Linked DNA regions of Mus musculus: region 2 is linked to region 1. The links are chromatin contacts, called in public HiChIP or PLAC-seq maps. All regions are on one chromosome and are shown on one strand. Each heading gives the region's core, a stretch centred on a gene start, on an enhancer-like site or on the middle of the called end of the contact. The rest is flanking DNA. Distances are from core to core; before and after follow the strand shown.

Region 1 (4,823 bases), core at 1,561-4,060:
TGGAACCCCACCCCACCCGCAGAACGCCCTTCTTCGGCACCCCGAGCACCGGCATTACAAACATGCACCATCGTGCCCTACTGCCTCTCCTTTCCTGGATCTAGATTTGTGTGTGTGTGTAGCCCAATGGAGGATGACCAGACACTCCACTGAGGAGCCTGAGGCTTGCCATGGTGAGTCAGCATTTCCCGGCCGTGATGGGCTCTGGAGAACTGGATGATGCTGCTCTTGGACCACAGCCTTTCATCGCCATGCCAGTTTTCTCCAGAAAGTCCTTCCTGGAGTTTTTCCAGTAGCCATGGTACAGGTTCTCAAACAATGACCTCAGTTAAAAGACTGGGGGAGATAATGCTTTATTGACTTGGCACCTAAGGACAGTGGCTATGGGCCTCCAGGGTTCTTTGTTACTGCAAAATGGAGGCTCTGTGCTGGGGGGGGGGGGGCAGTGGAAATCAGAGAAGCTGCAGGAAGGGCTCCTCTGGTCCCTGTTTTGGCCCCTGCAGCCCCCTTGTTCAGCGGAGCACCATCTGAGTCCAGGTCCTCACCCAGCAGGGAAGGTGATGGCCTGGTTCTTCTGCAGTCCCCTGCCAGTCTATAGAAAAGAGCACCCCAACCCCTTTGTCTCCCCACTTTTAGCAGGAGACCAAGAGAGGTCACGGTAAGGGTTTGAAGGCATTTACAGACAGCCCAAGCCTCATGGATGTGGGTGCAGAAGGGAAGGATTGGGGGTACTATATGAGTTCCCCCAAAGAGAAGTGGGTTATTCTCTCACATTTTCTGATTTGGCTGAGCAAAACATTGCTATGTTCACTGTATTGGGCCTTCCGCAGGTGATAACAGTCTCGGGACACACAGTAAGAGGACTCGGGCAGGTACTGCATCTCTCCCATGCACGGGGAGAAAGGGGTACCAGGAACCCGAGCTATCATAGGAAGGCATCCTGGGAAAGGACAGGCAGTTCCTCATAGGCTCCTTTGATATGGTATGGAGTACAGAGCCATCTGGGTCACAATGGCTGGCACAAGACACTGGCATCCTCGCTGTGGTCACAGTTGTGGACATCCCAGCGGATATGAGAGCACAGTAGCAAGGTGCTCTCATCTCCTCGGCATTTGACATTGTCCAAGAGGATTGGGCCTCGGCCTGGGCCAAAGTGGGCCTCTCCCGGGGCTGCGAGAGCCTGGCCACATCCCAGCTGACGGCACAGGACAATGGCTGCCCGTAGGTCCCAGGCATCATCACAAACAGTGCCCCACCGTTGTCCTAGGAAGAGTTCTACGCGCCCCTCACATCGGTGTGTTCCACTAGCCAGACGGAGGTGCCCTGTGTTGGAGATAAGGCCTGGGTCAGAAGAGCCCATGGGATCATGGGACCCAAGAGATGGCTCTACAGTTGAGGGCACTTGCCACCACAGGTTGTCCTCTGACCTTCACATTCCTTCATACTGTTTTGCCTTCACATGTGTGAACATATCATGCATATACACGGGTACACAGACACCAATAAATAATGCTGGACAAGTTGGCACACACCTCTGATCCCAACACTAAGAAGGCAGAGGCAAGCAGATCTCTGTGAGTTCAAGCCTAGCCTGTTCGACACAGCAATGGTCAGCCAGAGCTATGTAGTGAGACCCTCAACAGACAGTCTCAGCCCCTTAGCCACAGGCTGTTTGCAAACTATGACCATGTCTTATCCTGACCCTCAAAGTTTACTGTCCCCACTTCCACACCTACATTCCCTGGGCTAATTTGTTGTTTGTTTTTCCATGAGCCCTTGTATGTTGTTCAGGCAGGCCTTGAAGTTACTGTCCTTCTGACCCAAGTCTCCAGAATGCTGGAATGAAAGCCATAGGCCACCATGCCTAATTCTGCATTCTCTCATTTCTTCAGTTTGTTTGATCCCAAGTGGAGAAATCTCTAGGTTGCTGTAGTGTTTTATCACTCCAGGTCCATCTTATCCCTAAAGTTCCAACCTCATTTTCAGTGGCAGTAAACACCTACCATCTCTGGGCCGAGGACTGGGCATTCGGGTGGTCTCAGAACCAGCCTGCTGGACTTGGAGTCCCAGTTCCTCTGGGCCTGGCTCAGCAGGGGCATAAAAAAAGAGATGGTTGTCATGGTGGGGAACATATGCTCCCTAGAACCAGATCAATTCTCCCAACCTTCCCAAGTTGTACAGAAAGACAGAAAGAACCTCAAAGACCTGCCAACCTAAGGTAGGAGACTGGAGGACCCCCTAGGTCTAGGCATCAAGTAAAGGTGGAGATACGGGAACAAGGGATTGACAGTGTCCTGCCAGACTTTGTACACACCTGTTTTCATTGGTATCTCTGAAAAGTCAAAGGCTAGTTTTGGGAAAGCCGTCAGCCACTCCTGCTTCCTACCAATCACTAGCAGCAGAGACTATAAATTGGATAGCACAGCACGAGTGCTCCCTTGACCGCGCCCTAGTCACCCCCTGCAGACAAATCGCCCTTCCGGTTACACCCCTAAGGCTCAACAGCGAGAGTGCAGGAGCATCCACCCCCCCCACCCCACCCCCACCCCCTGCTATGTGCAATACTTCCGCTGCAGTGCAGCAGAGAGCGCCACGCCCATTCCTCCACCGCAGCTCCTGCTATCAGGCCCCGCCCACAAACCCTGTGCCCTGCTTCACTTTCGCCTTCCCAGTCCTAGGCCAGCCAGAAAGCTACGCAGCTTCCGCTCGCTCCCACAGCAGGGAGCTCCTGCGCACGACCCCACCCAGGCCTCCTCAGACTCGGCCCCACTCCCGACTGTGAGCTAAAAGAGGCTCCGCCCACAGGACCGTCATGGCCCACGCATCGCCCAGCTCAACCACATCTTGTCCCGCCCCTACAGGATACCCACCCCTCTCCTGATTCAGGCCCGCCCATAGACGTGAGCGCATGCGTTCATGGGTCCTCGCCCAGCTTGCACGGCTCCACCTTTCCTCCATATAAACCCTGCCCGCACCTCCTATGGGTCGGGCCCCGCCCACCACTCCGGCTCCACCTCCTCTCTTGCCACAGCTTCACCTGCACAAAGCGCTCCGGCGTCTTCGTGGTGGCCGCAGTTGTGCTGTCCCCAGCCCAGATGGAAGCAGTCGCTGAGGCGGGCCTCAGTACCGGTGCAGCCTACGTTGTCTAGCAGCACAGGGCCTCGGCCATAGCCAAAATGACCAAGGCCCGTGGCGCCTAGCGCGGGCCCGCAACCCGCCTCGCGACAGGCCACCCGCGCGTCCGCGAAGTCCCAGTCATCGTCGCACACGGTGCCCCAACCCCCGGCGTACAGCACCTCCACGCGGCCGCGGCACGGGCTCGGGCCCCCGACCAGCCTCAGCCTTCCGCCTGCGGGGCGCACAGGCCGGTGCCAGGGGATGACCTGGGACAGCAGGCTCCCCTCCCTATTGCAGCCCTTGGCCCACCGCTCCCCCCAACCCCCCTGCGGGACCCGGGCAGGGCCACTTACTTTTCTTCCCTGAGGCCCGGGCTGCTGTCGTCAGCCACACAGTGTCCCTGGAAGGTGAGGCACCAACTCCTGTAGCTGCGGAGACAAGGGAGCCTTTGAAGGGAACAAGAAGGCCATTTACCACACCCACAGCTTACTTTGCCTCAGTCACAGAGTCACCTCACTGTCTAGTAAAAAACATCTTTTAGGATTTTCCTCCCTATTTTCTTTTTTTCCCAAGATAAGCTCTCAGTATGTAGCCTTGGCTGGGCTAGAACTCACTATGTAGATAGGCCGGATCTCCAGTGGTGATAGCGCATGCCTTTAATCCCAGCACTTGGAAGGCAGAGACAGGCGGATTTCTGAGTTCGAGGCCAGCCTGGTCTACAGAGTGAGTTCCAGGACAGCCAGGGCTATACAGAGAAACCCTGTCTCAAAAAAACAAACAAACAAAAAAACAAAAAGGGACTGATCTCTCAGACTTACAAGAGATCTGTCTCCCGAATGCTAGGAGTAAAAGCTTTTGGGTTTTTGAGGTCTTGCCTCAATTTGGTGTGACCCACCATTCGTGGTTTTGTGGTCCTTCAGATGGGCTTGTTCTTTTTTGTTGTTGTTGTTTTTTGTTTTTTGTTTTTTTTTTTTTTTTTTGAGACAGGGTTTCTGTGTAGCCCTGGCTGTCCTGGAACTCACTCTGTAGATCAGGCTGGCCTCAAACTCAGAGATCACCTGCCTCTGCCTCTGCCTCTCAAGCGTTGGGATTAAAGGCGTGCGACACCACTGCCCTGCTTGGGCTTGTTCTTGATAAGCAGTCAGTCAACCACCTGAGTTCCACCCCTCAACTCCTGAATCTTAAATTATCGTACTTTTAATCACACAGTGATACCTGTAGTTTTAATTCCAAACTTACCTCTAACCTTGATTCCTGATTTGAGTTCCTACTCATGGGCTCTTAATTCCCCACCTTAACAGCAACCCCTAATTTGACTCAAGCATTTTAAAGAAATCTTTAATCCCAGCACTCAAGAGGCAGAAGCAGGTGGATCTCTGTGAGTTGAGGGCCAGCCTCATCTACAAAGGGAGTCCCAGGGCTACAGAGGAAGAAAGCTCTTATCCACCCTTAATTCTTCAGAGCTCTGGGTGTCATCTGCTGCCATCTGCTCATCTTTACCATCTGCCCCAAAGCCTTTGCTCAAGTCCCTTTCCTGTGTCTCTAGAAGAGCTTCCTTAGTTCCCACCCCTGCCTGTCTCATCCAACCTTTCCAGCGGGGAGAGCGGGCTCTTTACCTGCTGGCCCAGTGTGCCGTGCCCAGTCTTCTTTTGTGACAGACGGAGGCAGAGCTGTGGAAGTCGGAGGGCTTAGAACTAGAGCAGGAG
Region 2 (4,823 bases), core at 644-3,143, 76 kb after region 1:
ACTGATGGCCATACACCTTTATAAATATCTTTTCTTTCTTTTTAATTGAATTAATTTATTTTTGTAGTTAGGGGACTACACCCAGGGTCATATGAATGCCAGACAATTGTTCTCTTATTGAGGGGCTATCCCTAGTGTGAATCTTATGAAAATACTGAAAACCACCAACCTAGGGCTGTAGAGAATTTGCCTGGAATACCCTAATGAACAGCTCAGGGGTGACTCAGCAGTAGTGTTTGCCTAGAGTCCCCCAGTGAGGGGCTAAGGGTGTGGCTCAGTGGTAGAGCCCCTGCCTAGAATCCCCCAGGGAGGGGCTGGGGTGAGGCTCAGTGGTAGAGCCCCTGACTAGAATCCCCCAGGGAGGGGTTGGAGGCGTGTGTGTGTGTGTGTGTGTGTGTGTGTGTGTGTGTGTGTGTGTGTGTGTATGTGTGTTAGTTTGAATGAGAATTCCCCCATAGGCTCATATGTTTGAATACTTGGTCCCTATTTGGTAGAACTGTTTGGGAAGGGTTAGGAGGTGTGGCCTTGTTGGAGAAAGTGTGTCACTAGGGGTGGACTTTGGAGTTTTTAAAGCCATTTCCAGTGTTTTCTTTCTATCTCCTACTTGAGGATCAGTATGTGAGCTTTTGCGTATTTCTACTGCCACGCCATTGCTCCACCATCATGGACTCTAACCCTCCAAACAGCAAGCCCAACTAAATGCTTCTTTTATAAGTCGCCTTGGGCATGGTGTTTTGTCATAGCAATGGAAAGGTGACTACATCAGCATGGATGCAAGGAACTGTGTACCAACCAGGTCTTCAATAACAAACAAAAAAGGCACATTCATGCTGCTGTAGTAGTGCACACATGAATCCCAGAATTTGGAAAAAGGTGGCAAGAAGATCATGAGTTCAAGGCCAGCCTGGACTACACAGCAAGAATTCCTAGTTGGCCAGAGATTCTTAGCAAGATCTGTTTGAAAAGCATACACACACACAGGGTCACTGGTCTGTGGGTCTTATAGCGGGTGTGTGTGTGTGTGTGTGTGTGTGTGTGTGTGTGTGTGTGTGTGTGTTTGGTTGCCAGGTTGCTTGCAGAAGCTAGCAGTGCCTATCTGTGATCACAGGGGCATCAAAAGTTCAAAGACTGCCAGGCAGAGAGAGACACACGCCTTTAATCCCAACATTTGGGAGGCAGAGGCAGGTGGACCTTTGAGTTCAAGGCCAGCCTGGTCTACAGAGTGAGTTCCAGGACAGTCGGGGCTACACAGAGAAACCCTGTCTGGAAAAACCAAAAAAGGAAAAAAGAAAAAAAAAAAAAAGAGTTCAAAAGTCATCTTCTGTTATATAGTGAGTTTGAGGCTAGTCTGTACTACATGGGAACCTGTCTCAAAAACAGACAAACAAACTTAAAACGACATAGAATAAGACTCGTAGGGTTAGCACTCAGGAGACAGAGGCAGGCAGATTTCTGAGTTCGAGGCCAGCCTGGTCTACAAAGTGAGTTCCAGGACAGCCAAGGCTACACAGAGAAACTCTGTCTCGACAAAACAAAACAAAACAAACAAACAAAAAGGACTTGTAGGGTTTGTATAAACAAAATGTTTGTCAGTCACCAAAGGCTGTCCCGTCCTTTCGGAGGACTAGTGCTTCCACTGGAGAAGGAACGGACATTCCGAGCTGGGGAAGACATATCTCCTTGGGCACAGGCTACATGGAGGGCAGGCAGTGTCTGGGAGCTGCTTTGGGGCTGGACTAGGTCAGGGCCAGCCTACCACACAGGCTCTCCCCTCTCCTCACTTCCTGGATAAGGATGGATGGCCAGAGGGTGGCTCCTGGCACCCAGAGTTCAGGAATCCTAGGCATGTGGTTCTGGGCCCAGATAGAGGAGGGGAGTCTCCCTCCCAGGGCCAGGGAGTAAGGTGGTACCACAATTTAGACATCAGCTTTGGGATGGAGGTGACTGGGGGGTCACGTGAAGGCCAACCCTAAATGGCTCCTCTCCCTTAGTTCTGGAGTGGGGCCCCTGTTCAGGAGCCCACTGAGCCCCTCCCTGGGGTGGGCTGGGAGCAGGGAGGGGTGAGCTCATAGGTTCAGGTCTTTCCTGTTCTCCTGGCAGTCCAAGTGACCAGCAACTGTAGGCCAGAGGTGTCGGAGGTGGGGTGAGACAGGACCAGCCCCTAAGCCTGGTCAGGCCTGATCAAGTGCTGTGGCAGTCATGGTGCGAACGCGGTGGCAGCCTCACCCTCCGCCGCCCCTGCTTCTCCTGGTGCTCGTGTGGCTCCCCCAAAGCCTGAGTCTAGGTGAGTGGAGCTCTTGCAATGGATGCCCTTAGCCAAACCTAGGGTTCTGGGAACCTATTACACCTCCTGGACCGAGAGAATCGGGGAGGGGAGGGGGAGCCCCACAGAACAGCAGTGCTTATCTCGATTCTCACCTTTGTCCCCCATGGCTATAGACCTGATTGCCTACGTGCCGCAGATAACAGCCTGGGACCTGGAAGGGAAGATCACAGCCACTACATTCTCTCTGGAGCAGCCTCGGTGCGTCTTTGATGAGCATGTCTCAACTAAGGACACCATCTGGCTAGTGGTGGCTTTCAGCAATGGTGCGTGCTGAGGACTTGGGGTCTTGGGGTGAGGGCATGGGCTGAGAAGAGATACCCGAGGATCTGGGTGGATGGTAACATTGACCTTGTCTCTGGGTGTGAGGGTCAGGACTGTAGATTAGATTAGCCAGGGATGTGTTGAGCACAAGGTGGGCAAAGCCTGTCCTTTTTTTTTTTTTTTTTTTGAGACAGGGTCTGCTGTAGCCCAGGTGACCTTAAACTTCTGAGCTTACTGCCTCCACCTTCCAATTGCTGGGACGGTGGGCATGCACAACCATGCCAGTCCATGTGGTACCAGGGATAGAGGCCAGGGTTTATGCATTGCTAGGCAAGTACAACCTTCCTAATGCTGACGCCCCTTCAACGCAGTTCCTCATGCTGTGGTGACCCCCACCCCAACAAAAAAATTATTTCATTGCTATTTCATAACTGTAATTTTGCTACCAATACGAATTTTTAATGTAAATATCTCATGTGTGATCCTGAGTTGTTGGAGCCCCGATGGGGATCGAGACCCATTATGTCACCTGGGGAAGTGGGGTCACGCCCTCTGCAGATCGCTTCCTGGGACAGAAGCAGTCCGCTGCTCTCTATTCCTTTAAAATAACTGTCTTGCACTTGCTTATTTATTGTATGTAGCAGTCCAGACGTGATCGTGGGCAATTCAGAGGACAGCTTGAGGGAGTCAGGTCTCTCCTTCCAACCTGTGGGTCCTGGGGATCAAACGTAGGTCGGCAGATTTGGCCACAAGCGCCTATCTTATTAATAGACCTAACAGGGCCACAGCCTGCTCTTGCCTCTATCTGTCCCTTTTTCCTCCAGCCTCCAGGGACTTTCAGAACCCACAGACTGCTGCTAAGATCCCGACCTTCCCACAGCTGCTGACTGACGGCCACTATATGACATTACCCCTGTCCCTGGATCAGCTGCCATGTGAGGACCTGACCGGTGGCAGTGGAGGTGTCCCCGTGCTTCGGGTGGGCAATGATTTTGGCTGTTACCAGCGACCCTATTGCAACGCCCCCCTCCCCAGCCAGGGCCCTTACAGGTGGGTTGTCAGGAGCCCCTGCCCTGGGATTGGGTGTCTTCAGGGAAGGAGGTGGGACTTCTTGGACTAAGATTCAGACCCTGCCCCCTTCTTCTGAATGAGGGCCAGCTATAGCTCCACCCCTTTGTTAGCCACAGTTTCCTTTCTTTGCATAGTGAGGTTTCAAAAAGACCGGACAGCTCTGTGCAGTGGTGTCATAGCCAATGAGGCGATTATTGAATCGCTGACTGAAAACTTATTATTATTGCTGACTGAAAACTTTCCCCCAAAAGATCTTTCAATTTGCTGATCGCAGTGACATACTCATGTGATCTCAGCACTGGAGACAGAGGAAGGAGGTTCATGAGTTCAAGGCCAGGTGCAGGTACATAATGAATTTGAGATAAGCTACTACTTAAGACCTTAAAACAAAAGATCGGCAGCTGGCTGGGGATGTAGCTCCGTTGGTAGGCGTTTAGTCTCTGTGTATGAAGCCCTCCGTTCCATCCCAGCACTCAAGAGGTGAAACGGCAGGAAACGCAGGAGTATGTTATTCACAGCCACAAATTGAATTCAAGGCTAGCCTGGGCTATATGAGACAGTTATTTCAAAAAACCAAAAGATACCCCCAAAAAAAACAAAACAAATAACAAACAAACAACAACAAAACCCAGATGTGTTCTAAGAGGGGAATGTGGATTTCTGCGTGAAACCAGTTACTGGTCTCAAGAGGATCTGACAGAATTCCCAACCCATAGCAGAGATGAAGAAACAAGGCCTGCTGTGCTAGGATTCAAACAAGGTTCTCTTCAGTGTTCATCACCAGATGAAGAGCCCAGGTGCCCTCAGAGAGACTCCGTAGTGGGGAGCCTAGACTTCGGGGTGATGTCTCCCTCTGATTCCTTTATCCAGGCTGGCAATAACGTCTTCCTCACAGCCATTCTGCCCTGCCCCCTTTCCCATCAGCCACTAGTGCTGGCTTCCCTCCATCTGTCTGTTGGGCCCACTCTGTTCTCTTCCTAGAGCTCCCACCCCTGAGAGAGAATAGCATAGTGCCAAGTATTCCCTCCCTGCTCTCCAGGCCCTAGGGGCTCCCAACAGGCCCTGACCACACCCTTAACTCCACCCACATGCCTTTGCCAGGGCTCCTAATTTGAAACCTACCCTCTTCTCAGAATGGTTGGCCCCACAAACTCCATAGACCTAA

Evidence for each region. HiChIP or PLAC-seq counts read pairs in DNA pulled down with a chosen protein or histone mark.
Region 2: an H3K27ac HiChIP or PLAC-seq map of embryonic stem cells shows a contact between it and region 1, with 10 read pairs. The contact joins the promoter of Upk3b here to the enhancer-like site in region 1. A contact is called at or near these places in 16 of 39 promoter capture datasets (the C10 cell line, the HPC-7 cell line, cranial neural crest and 11 more), 4 of 15 datasets of contacts at CTCF or cohesin (CD8 T cells, the G1E-ER4 cell line, the NIH/3T3 cell line and 1 more), 71 of 484 Hi-C or Micro-C datasets (the 63-12 cell line, the AML12 cell line, B cells and 41 more), 18 of 115 datasets of contacts at active chromatin or transcription factors (the 230-238 cell line, CD8 T cells, acute myeloid leukemia and 7 more) and 5 of 9 other capture datasets (adipose tissue, embryonic stem cells, liver and 2 more).

The regions. Positions count from the first base shown.
Region 1 is chr5:135,959,886-135,964,708 of GRCm38.p6, forward strand. Ssc4d (scavenger receptor cysteine rich family, 4 domains) reads right to left here. Exons shown (of 11, transcript NM_001160366.1): 7 at 4,734-4,811; 8 at 3,471-3,545; 9 at 3,038-3,349; 10 at 2,004-2,081; 11 at 338-1,323. The coding sequence ends at 1,007. Among named protein-coding and RNA genes, the nearest start is that of Ssc4d, 12 kb to the right of the region's middle. Within about 2 kb of position 2,811, at least 418 of the 459 cell types and tissues checked have an H3K27ac peak or open chromatin away from gene starts, as enhancers often do. A contact at or near this core is called in the 230-238 cell line, the 63-12 cell line, the AML12 cell line and 43 more, where this site is marked.
Region 2 is chr5:136,036,603-136,041,425 of GRCm38.p6, forward strand. Upk3b (uroplakin 3B) reads left to right here and starts at 1,894. Exons shown (of 6, transcript NM_175309.4): 1 at 1,894-2,284; 2 at 2,440-2,589; 3 at 3,412-3,637. The coding sequence starts at 2,200.